Regions from separate parts of the Bombyx mori genome. Here region 2 is linked to region 1. The links are chromatin contacts, called in public Hi-C maps. All regions are on one chromosome and are shown on one strand. Each heading gives the region's core, a stretch centred on a gene start, on an enhancer-like site or on the middle of the called end of the contact. The rest is flanking DNA. Distances are from core to core; before and after follow the strand shown.

What was found. A called contact is a pair of places that touch in the nucleus more often than the background predicts.
Region 2: a Hi-C map of whole pupa shows a contact between it and region 1, with 2.1 times the contacts expected there. The contact joins the enhancer-like site here to the promoter of LOC101744812 in region 1. A contact is called at or near these places in 2 of 7 Hi-C or Micro-C datasets (posterior silk gland and whole pupa).

The regions. Positions count from the first base shown.
Region 1 is chr9:11,157,049-11,163,609 of ASM3026992v2, forward strand. LOC101744812 reads right to left here and starts at 3,669. Exons shown (of 9, transcript XM_038013092.2): 1 at 3,068-3,669. It overlaps LOC101744958, which reads right to left. Exons shown (of 22, transcript XM_038012741.2): 22 at 4,415-6,356. The coding sequence ends at 5,717.
Region 2 is chr9:11,192,296-11,198,856 of ASM3026992v2, forward strand. All of the region lies in intron 16 of LOC101744958, which reads right to left. Among protein-coding and RNA genes, the nearest start is that of LOC105842338, 9.7 kb to the right of the region's middle. Within about 2 kb of position 3,521, at least 8 of the 8 cell types and tissues checked have open chromatin away from gene starts, as enhancers often do.

The sequences.
Region 1 (6,561 bases), core at 2,419-4,918:
ATTTTCATTATTCGACCTCGTTTCTTAAAGGTTTTTGTCCAGAAATGATATGTTTAATAAGCGGAAATCTATTCATAACGCAATAACGCTGACAAGGCAAAACGCAGAAATGCAATAATAAAGGAAAAAAATATGTATTTGGATTTGTTTATAATAAACAAGTAATCATTATATAATATTAACGAAGTTAGGCAAGTTCAGCTCTACCAGCCTGTTGTTTCCACAACGAGAATATCACAGACAGTCTTGACAATAATTAAAGTATATTATTACATCGACCGACCGTTCTAGTCTTTAAAAGGAAAGGTAATAACAAAAAAAATTTAAATGTAAAACCTAAAAATTAAAAACAAACAAGCATTTGCCTGCCTTCAAAGTCGGTAAAAAATTAATGCTTTGCTTACTGCAGAATCGTGATACGAAATTTGAATCAGGTAGGAAAATAAGCAAATATGGGCGTACGTAGTATTATAAAACAGTACCTCGCGGAGGTCGTGTTTGTATTTGAATTAATCAGATGGATATCTGGAGATTTGTTGTTAAGATCCTCAGAGGTAATAATTTTTTTCTCATTTATTCCTTGCGATCCTTTGATTATGTACACGTGTATATAATCAAAGTTGTGAGCATTTAAATTATTTTTAAGGTGATCATTTTATGGTGGTGAAAACCACTTATTTTTAACGATGTTTCTTGTATAACCACAGCCTATAAAACTATAAAAGTATGGTGATGCCATATGAAATATATTTATTTGCAATGTTGATTTTTTTATTATAATAATAGAGCCTTGATAACTTAAACTTCGATACCGTAATAACCTCTATATTCACGAGTATTTTCATAAAATTTTGTGTTCCCTTCTCCGCGGAGTCCATAACCTCTTCTCGTCTTTTACTTAAGATATGAACTTTCTATAAGTTCAAAGAATTTGGGCATTACACCTAAGTAACTCAAAGTTGTAACGACGACGATCATTGCAACTTCCATCATATATCAATGAGTCTTTGTAAATGAATGTGCAAACAAAAAAGGCTCCCTGTAGACCATTATTAATGCTTACACATCGAGATACTAGGTACTACGAACAATCTCGAGGTGCTTTTTTTTTTATTGCCTTTGTAGGCAGACGAGCATACGGCCCACCTGATGGTGAGTGGTTACCGTCGCCCATGGACTTCAGCAATGCCAAGGGCAGAGCCAAGCCGCTGCCTACCGCAAAACTACTACGCTTAGGTACACGTGTTTACCAACTGGCTTCAAATGTAAATAATATACTAAGGTACGATAACATATTTATTTTTTTTATGAACGAAAGATTACTGGTGGCCCGGTTGCCTTTCCTGTTTCACCAGGACAGGTGGGCGAGCAAAGGCTCAGCCAGGAGGGGTGAGATTTGCTAACACCTGCCTGAGCGCCTCCAAAGGATACTTAACTCAAGAGCAGCTGCTTCGCGAATAAATCTATTACCGGATCGGAATCGCGACTCACTGAGAAGATCCGGCGAGAAACTCAGCTGGCTGATGCATGGCTTAGGTTGCCCGTCGAATTCGGCAAAGAGTTTCTCATTGCCGAGTTCGACGATTACGGTTACCGGGGTCCCTAAGCCTGCCCTTAGTTTAGAGTTGAAGGCATCTAATGCAAGAGTTTTTGATGATATAGACGAAGGTTTAAATGACGAACCACAAGATTCACCTATTTTATCTATCAGCGAAGCAAGGAAAGCTACAAAAGATCGTGAAGTGTTTCACGATATTTTATAGAGCAATGCAGTAACACAGATGATAGTGTTTTCTCTTCTTTATTAATATTTTAATATTGAAAATCAAATTGATGTAGAAAGTGTGAATTGTTTGAAACAACAAAAATATTTCTGTTTTTTTATGTAAAGAAAATAAAGTTCAATAAACGTACCTTTAATCATAAAATAAAGTACATATACCTATATATGTATGCCAGCCGTTGTAACTATACTGAGACCTTAGAACTGTGGGTGGTGCCATTTGCGTTGTAGATGACTATGGGCTCCGGTAACCACTTAACATCAGGTGGGCCGTGAGCTCGTCCACACACACAGAGCAATAAAAAAAAGAAGGATCTCTTTAAGTAAAAATATAAACCAATAAAAACTTCTTAACTTAAACCCTTAATAAGTAAAAACCTCAGTATGTAACTCAAATTATTTAACGTTTCACTTGATCTATATTTATCGAGGTTCTACTGTACTAATATCAGACATGAATTACGAAAGATATTTCTTTAAAAACTTTTTGGTGTTTTCTTTTTTTTTCACTTTTGGTAGCTACAGCTTCTTCGCTTGACGAATTTACTTTCGCTGCCGCGCTTTCGACCGGAGAAAGTCTGTTTTCATTCTTTATTTTCTTAGCGCTCGGCGACCATAATGCCACAAACGAATACAAAAAGATAAAAGACAAAATCGCCATACATTATCTATGAAAACATAGTGCAGTGAAATATAGTAGTTCAAAAAGTATTTTTCGTTAGGGTCCTTCTTAGGTCAAGGTATCTGATTTATTTGCGCTGTTTCGATGAATACACAACCAAACTAGGGACATTAAACCTGTTTAGATTAAAATTGTATTTTAATTATGTACATTACCTAATTATTTTCGACGAACTTTAAATTCAGTATTTTATCGTAAATGCGGACACATGTCTTGACTTTGACTATCTGTTTTGACCCTGCAGTATTCGATAACATTCTATCAAACCGTCGCTCAGAGTAAGCGTTGATTGTATAAGTAATGTTCCTAAATATTACACAATATTGTTAAATATATACACAGCACTTTTAGTAAACAAAAACTTTTAATTGTTAATAATTTTCAAACAATACTTTATCAATTTATATTATAATACTATATATAATAATATAATACTATACTTTTAAATAATATTATACTTTAAATGAATATGAATGTTTTCAATAATATTCGAGTTCGAAATATCGATTAAAATCTCACATCAAATCAACATAGTGTTTACAATTGATATTCAGATATTCTGTTCACTCGCAGCATTTAAATGAAAGTATAAAAAAACTTACCGTTATATTTATACGCACAACCCTAATTTGTTTTTTTAAAGCATTATAATTGTGATAATGTTAGTAGAGTCGGTCACTCGCGGTGTTAAACTGACCGAGCGGTGCGGCTCATTCGGTCTTCGGACATTGAGTGATAGCCGGCCAGCCCTGGTCGAATTATTTCAGTGTATTCGATTCCCGCGCTTATCATCACGACCAAGGTTCAAGCGTAAACACTAACAATAACAATGTACATTTATCTAGTACAACAAGGGATGTTTTACGGTAACCTCGATCTAGTTTTTTGTACAAATACGTGATTTGAAATGTTTTGTTTTTGATTACGTAAAATAATAGAAATGTAGTTATAGAGAATTAATTAGGCAGCGTTTTCAATTTCCCTTTCAAGTAATTTTGGGATTCTGGAAATAAAAGAAACCCTATCAGAATGATATATGTTTAATTGCTTCAGAAATAATTTATTTTCAACTTAGATTAAATTTGTCATTTAAGTACCAGTATAAAACAGACTTCAAAAAAAGGAAGAGGTTATAAAATCAACTTTTTTGTGTGTTTTACCTCAGAATTGTTTTCTAGTTGAACCGTTTTTTGACGATTCTTTTTTTTTTATATGTAGTAGCAGCTAACCTCCATTTGTTATCTTTAATAATGCGTGTTTAAAAGACTTCGACTACAATGATGAGATCTTATTTTGATTTTCTTTTTTTATAAATTGTTGTATTATTTGACTAGCTGACCCGGCAGACTTCGTAGCGCCTCAATCGATTTTGTATAAAATAAACTTAAAAAAAAAACAAAAGAAATCCGTTCGACAGGGGACACATCAAAGAAAAAACAAAATTGTTTGTTTTTATATAATTCCGAGCATTTTCATATTTATTCACCTTTTAAACCTTCCCTGAACTTCCACGAATAACTCAAGACCAAAATTAGCCAAATCGGTCTAGCCGTTCTAGAGTTTTAGCGAGACTAACGAACAGCAATTCATTTTTATATATATAGATATATATATATATATTTTTTTAGAGGATATTTTCTGCCGTGACGCAGTAATGCGTTTCGGTTTGAAGTGTGGAGCAGCCGTTGTAACTATACTGAGACCTTAGAACTTATATCTCAAGGTGGGTGGCGCATTTACGTTGTAGATGTCTATGGGCTCCAGTAACCACTTAACACCAGGTGGGCTGTGAGCTCGTCCACCCACCTTAGCAATAAAAAAATAAAAAATAAGAAGAAAGAAGATTTAAGTTTTCCTTCGGAGGATTATTTTTATTTTTCATGTAATATTTTAGGAAATTATTAACTTTTTTGCTCGTATATAAATGGGAGAAACATTAAATAAATAAATCAAAATTAAAATCATTTATTGAAACAACTTCAATTTCAAAATTAAATATAACCATCACTAAAGCTAACTGGCTTATATCTTACGAAACTAACATAGGAAAGCGCAATATAACGTGTTGGTATATAGCCATAAGTACATAATAATAGTATATATTTAATTCATTCTAGGTATCAACATTAGGTAAGTTTTAGGCGCAGATTTTATTAAGACGAATAAAGTTTGTGAACTCGATAAATACATCAGAAAAATACGCGATCTCCACTACGACACGAAATTCATTAAATACGCTGATACTTGTACCTGTTCGATACCTAAAGGATTCTAAACAACAATTATAAGTATATTTGGCGAAAAAAATACCAAAGATTACATTATTAGGTCAAATACATTTAAATACACAAATCATTATGTCAATAAAGGGAAGATATAGAAATTAAATACACGTTCTTACAGCCACACTTATCACATAACAGCTTTATCTACTAATTTGTCTACCATAGAAAATCTAAGATAACATTTTTATCGGCCTGTATACATATTAATAAATTGATTCTATGAAAATTAGTTTGTTTGTTCGTCCATTAACTCTGGTACAGTTCGAATTACGTTACAAACAAACAAAAAAAATGCACAAGAAATAAATTAAGAAATGACTAAAACATTTCACGTCATAATTAGTTTTTGTGGAAATTAATTCATAACGTCAGATTATAACATCGATAATTTGGCATCGATCAACTAAAGGTACATTAAGTTATATAGTAAGCTATAGCTTAGCTTCAGGACGAGTTGATGTATTTGCGAGCAAGCGTTGCTGTGGCTTATCGCTCTCAATGTGACCGCAGACGAACCGGCGATGCTACAGTCACGTTACATCGAGACTTCACACAACCGTCATATAGGTATTTCATTTTTTTTTTTAAAAGCATTAACCCATTATCAATGGCTGATGGTAACCACTTTGGGGCTTGCTTGTGAGCTTACAATGTGTCTATTTATATAGATTTGATATCTGTGTGCTTAGTGCGAGTTTCTTAACGTTCTGGATAGCGTAAAAGTTAGCTCATATTTGTATGGAATGGGATCGTTTGCCTACGTTTGCCGTTAGGGACGCTGTTCCAACTGCATACAAAATTAACTTTTACGCTATCGAGAACATTAACAAAACTCGCACTAAGCACACTGAAGTCAAAATGGTAATTAGCTATTGGGGGAACGGGCATAGAGTCGCAATGAAACAACAAATATTCGTGACAGGGTATGAGATCCGCGACGTATCACAGTTGCACAGCGTCTTATGTTCAAATGGCGCTCGCTTTTACGTGCTTTGTCGAGAGGATCTTCTGCTCGATGGATCTCCTCGGGATGCCGCTCACCTTCTTAGGAGAGGTGCTGCAGTTGATGGACGAGGGTAAGGATTTGTAGCCGCCGTCCGAGCTATAGTCGGTGTCGGTGGACTGCCCCGTGAGGCCGGGGCTGCGTCTGCTGCCGTTCACGCTCTCTTTGCTGCTAATCCTGCCGGTGTACAGGTCTCCGTACGACGTGTGATGTTTGACGAGCGGCATCTCCTCTATTACGATTTGTTTAGTGACCCTGTCTGCGGTCGTGAGCTGGTTGTGGAAGTTCTCGATGGAGCGCGACCTGGCCGTGTACAGAGAGGGTTTTCGTTCGGATTTCTCGCCGAGAGAAGAGTCTCGTTTGATGTAGCGCTTGTCTGTGCTGCCGGCTAGAGCTTGCAGGTATTTAGTGCCGACGCGGCTGTTAGTTCGCAAGTGCACGGAGTCGGTCCGTCTGTCCGTGTGCACGTCGTCTCCGTTGGCGAGCCCGTTCGCTTGTCTCGCGCCGCACTGACACTTTACGGTCCCGTTGGTGACAGGTCTCTTAGACTTTTGTGCTTCACTAAGTGACGACAGCTTCCTCGTACTAGCTTGTTCATTCCAACTGTAGGGAGGAATTACGCGAATGAAATTATAAATAGCTTAAATAAAATAGGTACATCATTTGTACCTATTTCATTTAAGCTAATTTAATTTAAATATCCTTCTTCAAACGAGGCTTGTGGAGAGTATTAAGCGGTAGGCAGCGGCTTGGCTCTGCCCCTGGCATTGCTGAAGTCCATGGGCGACGGTAACCACTCACCATCAGG
Region 2 (6,561 bases), core at 2,271-4,770, 35 kb after region 1:
AATACCGTTGCCTGCGACCGATTTGAATGAATCTGTGAATGAAAAAAAAGCAGGCTCTTGAATCACTTTTGCGCATAAACTTCAATGTATTTATCAAAAGACGATCGTTTATATTGCTCAAAGAATTTTACAACGTCCATTTATTTGCATGCATTTCATCATTCATTCACAAATCGCAAAGCAAACTAGAATATCTAAGATTCAAAGCAAAATCTAGACTTCTAAAAAACTTGTCATAACGCAGCTGTTATGAAATTATCTCGAATTCTGAGTATGTATATTAAAATTTGGTAGCAAATCCTAACTATATAAATAAATATAAATACCAATACAATACAATCCAAATACCAATACAATACAATTTTTACTGGTGGTAGGACCTCTTGTGAGTTCGCACGGGTAGGTAGGTACCGTCGCCCCGTCTATTTCTGCCGTGAAGCAGTAATGCGTTTCGGTTCGAAGGGTGGGGTAGCCGTTGTAACTATACTGAGATCTTAGAACTTATATCTCGAGGTGGGTGGCGCATTTACGTTGTAGATGTCTATGGGCTCCAGTAACCACTTAACACCAGGTGGACTGTGAGCTCGTCCACCTAAGCATCTAAGCATCTAATCAATAAAAAAAAAACAATCCAAAATCAAAAAAATCTTTTAATCTTTAAATTTTATAGTTATGATTGTTATCACACGATGCAATTCTTTCATCATGGAAGTCCTTCGTGAACGTGTGTAGAGTATATTTATATCTGCCTGCGAGATTATAACGTTACAATGAGGAAAGAAGAGCCTAGTTGAAATGTCGGAGTAGCCTTTGCTACTCTATGATTTAGTTTTACTATAATTTCTGTATGTTTATAGCAAAAAGCAAAACAAATGACTGAAATAAAGCGATAAATATGAAAGAGAACAGCTGAAAGTCAGCTGGTTTGCCTCTAAAATCGGTATCCTGCCTTAGTTATTAAAAACATGATATTAATAAGGATTTAATATTAACTATAATTTAAGTGCAAGTTTGGCTGTACTGTAGTACCTTTATGATAATAAGTTATTAATACAAAGTGGTCGTGGTCTAAAAGATAACACGCCAGGTGCTCTTGTATTGAGCGATACGACTGTACCGGTGGTACATACAGCAAAGTACCAATTATTATTTTGAAATACATACTTGTAGAACACCTTATAATAATAATCAAGCCCACACAAACTATGATTTGCATAATCACCATACCATTGAGATATAGACCTCAAGTCTCGAAGTGGATAACGGCATTGTGATATCTATGATTTTTGGTAATATTCCGGGTTTCGGCTTTCGGTAGGCAGCGGCTTGGCTCTGCTCCTGCTGCTGCCATTGCTGAAGTCCATGGGCAATGGTAACCACTCACCATCAGGTAGGCCGTACGCTCGTCTGCCTACAAGGGCAATAAAAAAATAGCCAATTAAAATCAAATATGAATAATTTAAACTAAAATTTTATATGAGCACACAAAAATTCATGGGCTGTGTAACAAAAATTAACCACAATGAAAATTTATGAATACCGAATGAAACAAATGTGTGCTGAGCACAAACAACGGTTGCGGTGTATGCGTGAACTAGATTTTTCGCACCAAAAAAATATCTAAAACACTCTATGTTCAAACAACATCACTAATTAAGTCAGAAACCGCGGACACTGCTATCTAGACATTTAATCAAGAATTTCTCTACAAAACTACATTTGAAATTTTTTAAATGTAATAAAAGAATTAAGCGAGATGGGTCGGAAACTACGCAGAAAAGGACTAATAATCTATTCAACGTTGCCATGGAAACCGGCTCAGACAACAATTCCATTTTGCGCAGCGTGCCCAAAACTAGGGGCGTTTTATGGAATACCAAAAACAAATTAAGGAATTATCAACTTTCTGACGTCAGTTTTAAGATCGAAAATTGGATTGTATCTTGTATAGCAAGGCTGGATGGATAAAAACAATAACGGAGTAATCCATGAATCATACGATGCACTACTTTAGCTGATTACGTGTGATAGCTGATATGAGAAATAGTATCAGTTCGTTGTCGATACTCGAATAGCAATTCGTTTACAGATACCTTCAATAAATAGATTTTTCGTATATGGGAGTACTCCTAGATCAATAGATTAAGCAACGCCGATGTTAGGCGATTATTTAGCAAACGGACTTAAGAATCAGATTACATATTTGGAAATTGAAAATTATCGGCTGTTTTCACTATAATATAATGTGTTTTAGTAGACACCACTGCACTATCCACGCACATTTCATGAACCCAATTAAAGTATCCACTTACTTTAATAGGTAATTCAAAACCAATTCATACACGGCTTCTTCCCATTGAAACTTTTGCAATTGCTATACTTTTTGCTATAGAAATTTAAAGTTATACCGTATTTGCACGTTTCTCTAGGATAAATAAATTATTTCCGCACATCACAAACATTACATGATCTTCTACACTTTCCAATGTTGTTATATTTTTATCACCGGACCGAAGAGCATAATATATACCTACTGGAACGAAATCCTTTGTTGCTGTTATTTAAAATGCAATGCGTGTCAATGAACCATGATAATTAATTTCAGCTATTTTAAGAGCAGCAATTTACGTTCTGTTCAATTGAAACATCCAAATAGTTGAAAACGATTATAATAAATAGGTTAAGTAAAATAGCTCTGCTCAGACATTTAATCCTAATTAGATTAATTGATCTATCATCGCCCTGCTTAATGCCCAAATTGAGTGTATAATTTACGGTAAACCTGATAAGTATCAAGTTCAAACTTTACCCTTATTTTTAGATTCTCAGGAAAACACTAAACAACAGTTTCTCACTAAGCCACAGTATAAACAAGTCTCAATAACAATCAATAATGTGATTCTAAGCGTACAGTGAACCTTTAATCGAAGTATTAAAATTCGGAAGATAAATTCGATCGTATAGCGAAATCTGCGTAGGGCGAGTTGAGCACGTGTGGTGCCCTATTACGTACGATCGCGTGCGCGCCGAGTTACAGACTAACACTCTGGCAATGCTGGCACGCGGACGCCGGCACAACGAGAGATGAACCGAAGCGAAGCCCCGGAGCAGCTGCGCCACTCGCTTTATCTGATTACCTCATGGAGCAAGGACCTTTCGACACACAAAGCTCTCCGTAAAATCTACCTTGAAAATTCTGCGTTCGTACAGCGCGGCAAATGTTACGAAACACGGCCGCTTCGGTTAAGTTTGACAGTTTCGTCATTTCGTAATCGCCGCCGATTTTCGGCAGCTGTCACTTGGGCAGTCGTAATCTTTGATTTATTATAGTTTTACAGTTAGTTGCGCACCGAAGACCCAAAGGAACGTCGTCACACAGATTCAGATTGGAATACAGTTAGGCTCGTCAGAAAATAGAGATTGTTTTAGGTTTATTACGTGAGAAATGATACTGGTTATTCTGTAACTAAATCCCATCTCAGGCATTGAATTTTAGAAGGCGATAGGATGTCTATTGTTGTGTTTGTGCATTGTTGTTGTACACGGAGGTCTACACGTACCGACTATCCACTTAATTACTTTGATCTAAGTCTGTAACGGTTCCACAACATAGATCTAGTTCAGTTCGCAGTATGTGCAGTTATCAAATAACATTAATATGACATGTACTTTTGTTTGCTGGATTCATTACAGTCTATGTAAAAATTAATTTATGATTATTTGATGCCAGATAATTTCAGTAGTTTCCTAAATTGTTGACGTAATATAACCATTTGGACCAACCTTGGGCCCACATTTACTGCAATAAATAGAAACTTGAGCCGTGATTAAGTTGACCTTAAAAGCTTTAGAATTTAAACGATAATAATAGAGCATGTCGTCGGTTAAAATAATTCCAGATACCTAAGCTGTACATAAAGCCATATTTATGATGATTATTTATTTCGTAATTTAAGCAAAACTTTAATAGCAAAATATGTAATACGTAATATTTTATGTGAACACATAATCGAGTTTCAATTGATTAAATTTCACGCAATTTGTTCTCGTTTCATTCAAATAGCTTTCGCATAACATTTCCTGTTAATAAGATTTGTTACGATCCACACACATAAAATACGAAAGTCTGTTTTGCTGGTCAATGTTTGTTTGTGTTTCGTATATTTTGATTTCGGTGCGAATTGACGATATTGTAATGATAAAACCGTGTTGGGATTATTACTAGCGAAGAAAGAGTTCAGCTCTTAAACTTTATTGCCAGATCCGGTGGTAGATTCTGCGAAGCACTGCTCTTAGTAGGGCCAGTGATAGCAACACTCCTGGTTAGAGCCCCGTGAGCTTACCTACACGCCAAGCGAAAGAAATAGCCTCTCAAGGCTATCAGCATTTACATTAAATATATTTTTTTATCAGACTACTCGCGCTACCCATGATATCACAAAGGTTAATTTAACACTCACAGTCATTAAATATTTATTACGCGTTATGCCGAACCTTCCAATGCCTTCCATTCGCATGCAACCGCTAAGGTAACTGAATGCGACTCAAACATTAATGCGCTTGAAGAAAAAGGTTGGAACGTTCATTGATGTTAAATGAGTTCTTAGTTATATGATTCTGTCAGTGCTTGATATAGTTGTTTCTGCCACATCAAAGAAGGTTACAGGTCATGCTATCAACGTACGACATAGAATGTGCAAGCAATTTCAATAGTCAATACATTTAACAGTTGTCAAGTCACCAATTGCTTACAACAAATATAGCAGCCGCAACTAGTTACTATCATAGTAAACAAAAAAAAAACAATAATTTAAGAATAAACAAAGTGAACAGGAAAACTTGAATTAGTTTAGGAGTTTCTAGATTTTTCTAGAGAAACCTTTTTTTTTAAGAAATTTGTCATAGAGAATGAATAAAATAATAATATTTCTGAACGCGAATATAAGCGATCTAAGTCGCAAAAAATGCTATTTTCTAATTCGTCGTGAGTACAGAGAAATCTGTAGATTCTACTAAAACTAGGTTGACATTTTTGGTCTAGTGAACGTTTTCCCGAGAACGCCGCATACAGAGATAGATACCAGTCACATCCATATTTGAAAAGGTAGTGGCTCTCCTTGGAATCTCTGCCTAATCGGTTTCTTGTTGTTGTATATTCTTCACTGAATACGCGTGTTGGCCTCAATTCTTTGCATTTTGTCGCTACTGTCAACATGTCTTTTGTTCATTGTTCTATGAATACACAATAATTGAACAGTCTTGTTTATGTGCATTGGTATTTGATTACATGTTGACGTATAGCTCGTAATAGCGACTGTGTTGATTTTTACGTTTTTCAATTGTTTTCAAAATTACTCACTTTCCATTTGATCATTGTCAAGACGTAAAGCTTAAATTTTGGGATTCTTTCGAGTGTTTAGGATGTGAGTCGATTTTAATCAGATGACGTTAGTTTACACGATATCCAGAATTATCTATCTTCTATCTATATCTAATATATAAAATTCTCGTGTCACAGTTTTCGTTGCCATACTCCTCCGAAACGGCTTGACCGATTTTGATGAAATTTTTAGTGCTTATTCAGTATCTATGAGAATCGGCCAACATCTACTTTTCATCCCTCTAAATGTTAGGGGTAGTCCACCCCTAAATTTTTTATTTTATTTTTTAGACAAAATTTTTAATTTCTATTTTTTTATGATACAACATACAAAAATACATACAACCCTAAATTTTCATCCTTCTACGATCAACCCTTATTTTTTATTAGCTAATTAAAAACTTTAAATTTTTTTGCGAGAATTTTGTTTTTATTTTGTCATGACGTAGAATAAAAAAAATTCATATTACTCTGAAATTTTCACCCCTCTAAGATCTACCCCTATTTTTTATTTGTTAATTATAAACTTTAATTTTTTTGGCAAGTTTTTTATTTTGTTTTGTCATGACTTAAAATAAAAATTATCATATTACTCTCAATTTTCACTCTTATACGATCAACCCCTATTTTTCCATCCCGATTAATATTTTTTTTATTCTATGCACAGATCCGCAATAAGGTTGCAAGATGGCAATCAAATATTATAATTGTAGGATGATAAATTCTTATTCAGAGTTTATAATTTCAAGTTCCTTTAATTATGTTTTTTTTCAAATTGAATTTGATCTCCCGCCCGCGCCGGTCGACTACGGATCAACTATCAATCGATCATTTATCTGCGCCAGGTGTCACCTCTTATCCAGCAAATATCACGTAGTAGGGATGAGGACAAAGCCGGTCTCCTGTCCTACTCACTATACATTTTTCAGCCATGTTTTTTGGTTTTATTTGTGTATCAATAGTATGTTTAGTAGGTCTGAGAATCGGCTACTATCTATTTTTCATACCCCTAAGTGAAAAGGGTTGTCCACCCCAAACATTTATTTTTTATTTAATTTTTTTGGATATATATTTTTTTATATAATGAGGTATTATGTGGTTAAATGAGGGTTTTTTTTTCTAGAGTAGAATTTCCGTAGAAATCTTATTTAAGGCAACACAACGTTTGCCGGGTCAGCTAG